Regions from separate parts of the Mus musculus genome. Here all the other regions are linked to region 2. Evidence: chromatin contacts called from public Hi-C and HiCAR-type data. All regions are on one chromosome and are shown on one strand. The core of a region is the stretch at or near the end of the contact, and the rest is flanking DNA. Distances in the headings are between cores, read along the strand shown. Region 1 has its middle 83 kb from the start of Dpt. Region 2 overlaps Nme7 (NME/NM23 family member 7). Region 3 has its middle 130 kb from the start of Dpt.

Region 1 (2,700 bases), core at 44-2,543, 350 kb before region 2:
ACTTAAAGCCTGTCCCATATGGGCCCAGCTGTAATGTCTACTAATATACCAGCTGTGGTGTCTACTAATATACCAGTTGTAACGTCTACATTACCACAGCAATAGAAGGCCTGAATGCTGGTGCAGGTACAATCTGTGATGTAAACAGTACTATAATTTAAACCGTGACCTTCCCACAAAGGCTCATGTGCTGAAGGCAAGGTCTGGCACCTGCACTTCTATTGGCAGCTTCTGGATCCATTTGGATTTGGAGTCTACTAGAAGGAGTTTACTTTAACAGGGTCACGCCCTTGACAAAGTACTGAGACCTTGCCCCCTTCCTGTCAGTCTCTCCTTTTTGTCTCCTTGTTTCTGTGAGATAAACATGCCTCTTCTGGCTTATACTACCACCATGTCACACTGTCTTGACATGGGCTCAAAGTCAATGAAGCCATCCAACCATGAACTAGAACATGCTGAAACAGAGCCAGGGCTTCATCCTTGTAACAAGAGCTAGCAAATGCATTTGGTATGAGTTTGTAAGCACGTGCAAAGGGATGACTGGCAGATTATTTTCTATGGTAGGAAATCAGCTGCCAAAGGTTTAAAAGTCGAGGGACAGCAGTATAAACCAGGTGTTGTGGCTCACATATAAATTTTAGCACCTAGGAGGACTGTGGGGAAGTGGGAGAGCAGCCTGGGCTACACTGTAAGAACCTGTTTCAAAAAACAAAAAAAAAAAAAAAAAATGAAAGAAAAGGAAACAGCAATATAATATCTATCTAGTAAACTGAGGTTTGTAGTTATGACTGCATTTTAGATTACAGAGAGATCATTAATGTAGTTAAAAATCAGTCTTAAAATATGAGGCAAGGAATTTTAAGGCTAAATAACTTAATATTTGGACATGATCATGTAGAAATTTAAACCTAATTACATATTTGGGAAGTGTTTGCAGATTGGCCCCACCTCCTGTATGTATCCTGGAGTTTGATGATTAACTGCCTGTGAGTTCCAGGGTAACTTCGGTGGTCAGTTAGAGCTTTGTTTGTTAGAACAGTTCAGCTACCACTATAGTGTGTGCTACAAAGCCAGAGTACTGGATTGAGGCAATATTTACTCAAAGGAGAGGGATATTTTTACTTCTCACAAAATACCCCTTTTGTCAGCCACACTGTACCACTATGCTTTAATGGGATATTTTGCCAAATAGCCAAGAGTTACTTACTGGTTAATGATTGTCCCATACTGATGGAAACTGAGTGTAAGTCACTGCCAAGAATGAGGAAGTTCAGTAAATAAGGGCAACATGTCCACATCTCGGCTCTTTCCTTCAGATCCAGCAACAGAAATCAGATGGACAGCTTTAAATGACCTTCTACAGTGCTTAGGAGATGAATTTGATCATTAGACAAATCAATGATTAAAAAAAAATAGTTTGAAATCTTGGCTGTCAGTGTGAGAAAGTTATTATTTAAAAAGCCAACTGATAACACACACACACACACACACACACACACACACACACACACACACACAAGGGGCAGGAGATGAATCTGGTTTCATACCAAGAGCTAAATCGTCCAGCCTGATCTAATTGTTCCAGGAAAAGTTCAATGCCACAGGGAAATAAAGAATGGCCAGAGAAGCCAATTAGCCTTTTCCAAAATGATTCGCCTTCCATGGTTTAAGCTAAAAATAATCTACTCTTGTCCTTTCCCTTCCTATCTGAAAGTGTAGCCTGCTTCTTAATTAGCTAGAGAAGCTTATGTTAGCTTTTGAATCTACGTGTTAAATGCTCACTGTATATTTTTAAAAGTTGCGATTTATTGGTTGGGGTTATGCGTGCCATGATTACTTATTTTCTGCATTTTGACCAGTTGAGGTTTTGTGTAATGGTCTGTGCACTTAGGAAGGAGCCAGTTCGGAATCTGAACACCACACCCTGAAGGGAGATTGTCCAACACTCTTTTTTGTTTGTTTGTTTGTTTTTGTTTGTTTGTTTGGTTGGTTGGTTGGTTGGTTGGTTGGTTGGTTGGTTGGTTTTTGGGTTTTTTTTAGTAGCCCTGGCTGTCCTGGAACTCACTCTGTAGACCAGGCTGGCCTCGAACTCAGAAATCTGCCTGCCAACATTCTTATAGGATGAGACTACATAACAAGGGGGATGGGGTGGGCTGTTGTACTGACCAATCATATTTCGACACAAGGGCATAAGCAAAAGGATGCTTCTTTGCTGAGGGGTGAGAGCTACGCTTCTGTGAGGCTATATGGATAAGTACTTAGATTGCAGTTAGAAATTAGACTGGCTTAGGAGAGTGGTGTGAGGAGGTCCTCCTCTAAGATCTCTGACCTTAGGAGCCAATGGTACTTGCTTAGGTTTATTTAATGAGGCATGGTTTCCCTCTTGCTACATACATCTACAACAAAATCCCTAATTAGAAGCCTCGGGGAACCTTGTAGTGTTAGGTTCAGGGTGGAACCCAAGAAAACTTACTTCAGATATGGAAGCTGAAAAATGAAAGCTTTATTTTCTGAGCGCTCAGCGAGGCGGCCAGTTCAGGGTCTGAACCATGTCCCTGAAGGGAGATTGTACATTTTTATAGGATGGGACCACAAAACAAGGGGGATTGGGGTGGGCTATTTTATTGACCAATCATATTTTGATACAAGGGGTTAAGCGAGGAAGTTATTGTTAGTTACGGGCCTTATCTGGATCACCTG
Region 2 (2,700 bases), core at 114-2,613:
TAAATTTTCCCCTACTTTAGAATTTCAGTTCTTAATAAAGGCATTCATTGCTGTGTTCATTTCTCCCATGTTCTTCTAAAATGTTCAACCCATTCACAAGCATACTTGTGTGTGTGTGCACCATACATTTTATGCTTTACTTAATTTCCATATATGAGTTGTTAATAAAAATAAACCTATGGTACAGGGTATGGCATCCATGTGAAGTTTAATAAATAGTTTTGGAGCTAACTACCAGCGACATCCCAAGCCGGAGCTCTTGTTACAGGTCTCCAACAGTTAGCCTCCCCCCTTCGGAGGTGACTGCTTGGCTGTGGAAGGCTCACTCCTGTATGCTTTACCACCTACTCATTGTTATTTTTTATTGATACATAAGGTAAATGAAGACGGGAAAGAACAAGAAGAAAAGACAAGCTAAAGAAAAGGAATGGAGAAGAATGTAAAGAAGGCAAGAGCAAAAGGCAAGAGACTGGAGCAGAGGAAAACAAAAAGATTTCATGGGAAAATGCATAACTAACAGATAAGTATAAGAAGGGAATAAACCAAAAACATATACAAGCCTTTTTAAAAATTGGAAAGAGCCGGGCAGTGGTGGCACACGCCTTTAATCCCAGCACTTGTGAGGCAGAGGCAGGCAGATTTCTGAGTTCGAAGCTAGCCTGGTCTACAGAGTGAGTTCCAGAACAGCCAGGACTACACAGAGAAACCCTGACTCAAAAAAACAAAAACAATAACAAAATCGGAAAGATACAGTCAAAAAACTACTAAAGGTAGATAAGGAGACAAAAAAAAAAAAAAAAGGCTGATAGAAGATTGCTCAATAAAGAAAAAACAAAATTAGACAAGGGCATGGAGATTATGGAGATGACTAAAAAAGATGGATAGAAGACGGTATAAAATATAGTAAATATTAAAATAGTAAAATTAAGTAAAATGTTCCTAAAAGTACAACGGAAAGACCAGAAAGGAGTGCACAGTGTCTTCCTGTGCTTTCTGCTGCTCTGTGCTGAACTGTGCTGGTGACTGTCTGACATCCCCAAAGGCCTTCACTTTGCTAGTTGCTTAGCAGCGGCCTCTGCTGGTCACAGTTAGCTTTTCAGTCCCAGGGTTGGACTGACTGCCCCACCCTTCTGAGTCTACCAATTTGTAGCCCCTGAGGTGACTGTGAGGCAGGGGGTTGCTCCCAAGTATCATAATGTGAGGAATGCAGCCACAGGACTGAGGGCTGCACAAACTCCTGGGCATTAATCATCGTGGAGGACTGTGATGCAGATAACAAGCACACACACACCCCCACTCACACCCGGAGGTTCCCCGAGTTCTTCACCTCTCCATCAGTGAAGCCTACAATAGGCACTTGGCTCCAGAGACTGGTCTAGCCACAGACCTCAGGCTCAGAGTCATTCTCAGTGAATGAAGTCAGCTCCCGGTGCTAGAGGCGAGACTTTCGTTATACATGGCATTGTTTGGATGAGCAGCTTGAGATCTGCATTTCTGGGGCTTGTCAGCAAATCGTAGAATTAGATTGACACTTCTGAAAGCTATAGCTTGTCTTGAGGGCAAGACTCCAGGTAGTGTTCATCAGAGCTTCTTAGTCACACCACTGGTTTCTAACTAGAGCACTCAAAGACAAAGTCCAATGCACGTGTGCTCAGCAAGCCTGTGACTGCAGCGTGCCTTAGGAAGGTAAGTGCTAAAGAAAGTCACAGTCAAGTCCAAAAGTCAATATGGGAGGAACTACACAAACCTCTGAATATCAATGTGGTAGTTTCAAGGAAAATGGCCCCCACAGACTCATAGGGAGGGGCATTATTGGAGGTGTGACCTTGTTGGAGGAAGTGTATCACTGGGAGGTGGGCTTTGAGGTTTCAAAAGCTGAAGCCAGCCTAGTGGCTCACTGTCTCTTCCTGCTGCACTGCAGATCTAGATGTAGAACTCTTGACTACCTCTCTGTCACCATGTCTATATCTGTGCCACCATGTTTCCCCGCCATGATGATAAAAGACTAAACCTCTGTACCGCAAGCCAGCTCCAATGAAAAGTTTTCATTTGTAAGAGTTGCCATGGTCATGGTGTCTCTTCACAGCAATAAAACCCTAAGACAATCAAGAAACAATTCACTAGGGGCCACAAGTGCATCAACTGAGAGAGTGGTTCTGGTACCTTGACTGGGCAGAGTGAAACTTTTATCCTGCTCTCCTGCTCTTTTGTGGTCCCTCACAAAGAGCAGGAGAGCAGGAGAGCTGACCTTAACCCTGCTGGCGGCAGCATTGGGTGGGCTAGCTGGGGCAGTGCTGGAGAGCTTGCTCAGCTCTCTAATATACTTCTAGGCCCAGATCCAGGGGTCTGAGTTGGCCCACCCTAAATTCTACACCATCTGTGAACTGTTGGAGAGCACGAGAGGGCCAGTCCTGCAATTCCAAAGCAGAAGACTTGCCATGACATAGGAGGGCAACAACAGGATAACTGGGACGAGTCCCGGATCCAGTACCAATGGTGTGGCAGAAGCCAGAGGCCTCGGACCAGACCAATGACTCATTGCAGCGAACATTTCCAAGTGAAGATGTGTGGACAGAGGGAAATACTGTGGGACATGCTACAGCTTTGATGATGAGATGTTTTCTACACTTTAATTTTGTCGTCATTGTTGTTTTGTTTCTATTATCTTTTAGGGGTGGGGCTTGCAAGGGTGAAGAGTGA
Region 3 (2,700 bases), core at 53-2,552, 300 kb before region 2:
AAGCACTGGCATTACAGGGAGCCACCACACCTCCCAGGCTTCCATGTGGGCTCTGGGGAATCTGAACTCCGCCCCTCATATTTGTGCAGCTAGGGCTTTATCCACCGAGCCATTGCCCCAGTCCATGATCCGATCTTAAAGTTCTTTTCATTTCGGTGAGTCTCCTACAAGATTCCTCTCCTTGTTCTCTCTAGTTTCTCAGTTTTGTGACATGAGGCTGCATACAAGAAACTAGCACAAACGTTCAACAAATAGGGCTCTTTCATAGACAAGGATTTACCCAATGTCAGCTGTCACTGCAGCCGTTGTAAAACTTTTGTTCCTGGGGCTGTTTCCCAAAAGTTTTCATTGCTTGTCTCTTCAATGACAGAAGTGTTAGAGATACATAGATTCTAGGTAAGACCAGCTAAAACAGGTTATTCCAGACTCTTGCCCTTGATGCCTATAGACATCCCTTTTACAGTCCCTCTAAATTCCAGCAGTGGGCTGGAGTCCTGTACCGTGCTGGACAGCTCTACCTGGAAGCCTTCCTCTCCACAAACTCTGCAAATTAAGTGTGTCATTTGTCCTCCAACTGTCCTTCTTCATATTCTCTCTTTTAGTCAATTACTCAGTCTTACATCATCTTTGGTCTTCCTCGTGTTCTTTAAATAGACATACAAACGTTTACCTTTTAAGACAACTAAAATTTTACTTGGTAACAGTGGATTGAGATCATCATTCCTTTTATAGTCACTTGGAAAAGTGATTGAAACTGGTGTTTGCTTGTTTGTCTGTTCCTTCCTCAGGGTCCCCATTGACTTAGATGGCTCACTATCCAACCTTCTCCTCCCTATCTCCAATCCTCTGATAAAGACTCTTCTGGAACTCTACTGTGCTTCTATTTCCCCCTTGCATTCAAAGCACTTGAGACCTTTGGTGGCATGAGCATGTGGTTACAGATTGTTCACACATCAGCAGTGAACGTGGGCTAGAATAAGGACTAGCCTAAAACCATTAGTGCCTACTCTCCCAACAACCCACTTCTTCCAACAAGCCCCTTCCTTCCAAAGCTCCCAGGATTTCCCAAAACAGCGCCACCAGCTAGGCCCACATTTGCAAAGGCTAAGAATCACTTCACATTCATACCATAATGGCCTTAGGCCCCCTGCAACAGTGACCTCTCCTAGACCAGGGTCACTTTGGTAGCCCAGTGCAGCACACAAGCAGACATCCTTATGTGTTGCTTTGATGAGGAGAACCCCATTGCAGTTATGACGCACCATCCTGTTTAAGTAAACTGGGGACTCTCAGTGACAATATGCTGATATTCATGATGAATTCATACTTAGTGCACTGGCAACTGCCTTTCGCAGCTGTTTTCCTGGGGGCACTTTACAGTTTTTATCAAGATAGTCTCAAGAGATTTGCAATGGAGATTACTCCTTCATCCTTTTTTTTTTTTTTTTTAAGCTGAGAAAAACAAAGCATACAATTTTAAGAGTCCTACCGAGGATATTCAAATATAAAACTCATGTGGGAAAGTAATATATTCTTTTGACTCTCTGAGCTGTAGCCCTTCTCCCCTAAGAGGCTTCTCTTTTTCTAAAGAAAAACAAGTAGCGCCTTATCAGCTCTGTCCCTGGTTGGAGACCAAGGGAGTCTCTACTCATCTGTTCAAGCCCAGATTCCCCATGGTAGCATCTGAAAAGGAAAATGCCTGTATGGTGTCTCCGCTGTCATATTCAGTTTTATTTATTGACTTTTTATGATTAAACTAATGCAAAAATAAAAAACAAACAAACAAAGTTGAAGGAGAGAAAAAAAACAAAAGACAAAAACAATAAAATACAGAATATCAAAATAGATTTTGAAATGATGAACAAAGAAAAGCTGATAAGCCTGTGGCCAAACTGATAAGGCAACAAAGGAAAAGCGGCAGAGTTGGCCATGAGAGCAGAGTGGGGCACCATTAGTACTCCTGCAGGCACGAAAGGGACAAGAAGGAAATAGCAAGGTAGCTTTGAGCCTATACATTCAATGGCTTGGATAAAACTGGAAAGAAATTAAGAAATTGGAAAAATGCAAACTACCTGTCACATAAAAGCCAAAGGATGAATTGAATAGGTTAGTTTTGTTTTTTGTTTTTTTTTTTTAAATCTGTGAAAGAAATTGCATTTAAAATTAAAATACTTCCTGGGACAAAACTCCAATATGAGAATTTCACAGCTGAATTGCACCAAAATTTGCTGAGAAATGGTATCAGTTCTAGAGATGCCATTATAAAATGTACCAGAAGGAGTGTGTTGGCTCACTTGAAGAGGTGAATATCACCCTAGACCCAAGACAGAAGGATACAATATAGAAAGAAAAGTACATTATTAATAGCTTTCATACATCTTTACTAGCCACTTAGCGAGTCAAAATTCTCAAAATATAAAAATATACATAGAAAAAAAAAACAGTTTAGGCCAAGAATATAAAACTGCCTTAAATCTCAAAAATGAATCAAAATAATTTATCAAGTTAATTGATGAACAAAAGAAAAGCCAGATCAGTTCATTTTAATAGTTGAAGCATAAAAAAAAAAAATTGAGGAAATTCAATACCCATACATGATAAAAGAAATTCTCAGAAGTTCAGAAATAGAGAATTCCTTCTGTATGATTTAAAAGTGTCCAAAAGCAAACCAAACTTTTACCTCACTTTTCATATTAAAAA

The links. Hi-C and Micro-C count contacts between places; a contact is called where the count stands out from the background. HiCAR-type assays count read pairs that join an accessible place to other places.
Region 1: a contact with region 2 is called in a HiCAR-type map of kidney, with 3 times the contacts expected there. The contact joins two enhancer-like sites. A contact is called at or near these places in 2 of 484 Hi-C or Micro-C datasets (both in liver), 3 of 115 datasets of contacts at active chromatin or transcription factors (embryonic stem cells and kidney) and 1 of 9 other capture datasets (embryonic stem cells).
Region 3: a Hi-C map of large pre-B cells shows a contact between it and region 2, with 2.3 times the contacts expected there. The contact joins two enhancer-like sites. A contact is called at or near these places in 3 of 484 Hi-C or Micro-C datasets (CD4 T cells, cumulus cells and large pre-B cells), 2 of 115 datasets of contacts at active chromatin or transcription factors (both in embryonic stem cells) and 1 of 9 other capture datasets (embryonic stem cells).

What each region holds. Positions count from the first base shown.
Region 1 is chr1:164,712,779-164,715,478 of GRCm38.p6, reverse strand. No RefSeq gene overlaps it. Among named protein-coding and RNA genes, the nearest start is that of Dpt, 83 kb to the left of the region's middle. Within about 2 kb of position 1,293, at least 24 of the 459 cell types and tissues checked have an H3K27ac peak or open chromatin away from gene starts, as enhancers often do. A contact at or near this core is called in kidney, where this site is marked.
Region 2 is chr1:164,365,289-164,367,988 of GRCm38.p6, reverse strand. The region is part of intron 9 of Nme7 (NME/NM23 family member 7); the gene reads right to left. Among named protein-coding and RNA genes, the nearest start is that of Gm39690, 52 kb to the left of the region's middle. Within about 2 kb of position 1,363, at least 27 of the 459 cell types and tissues checked have an H3K27ac peak or open chromatin away from gene starts, as enhancers often do. A contact at or near this core is called in kidney, where this site is marked.
Region 3 is chr1:164,662,028-164,664,727 of GRCm38.p6, reverse strand. No RefSeq gene overlaps it. Among named protein-coding and RNA genes, the nearest start is that of Dpt, 130 kb to the left of the region's middle. Within about 2 kb of position 1,302, at least 7 of the 459 cell types and tissues checked have an H3K27ac peak or open chromatin away from gene starts, as enhancers often do.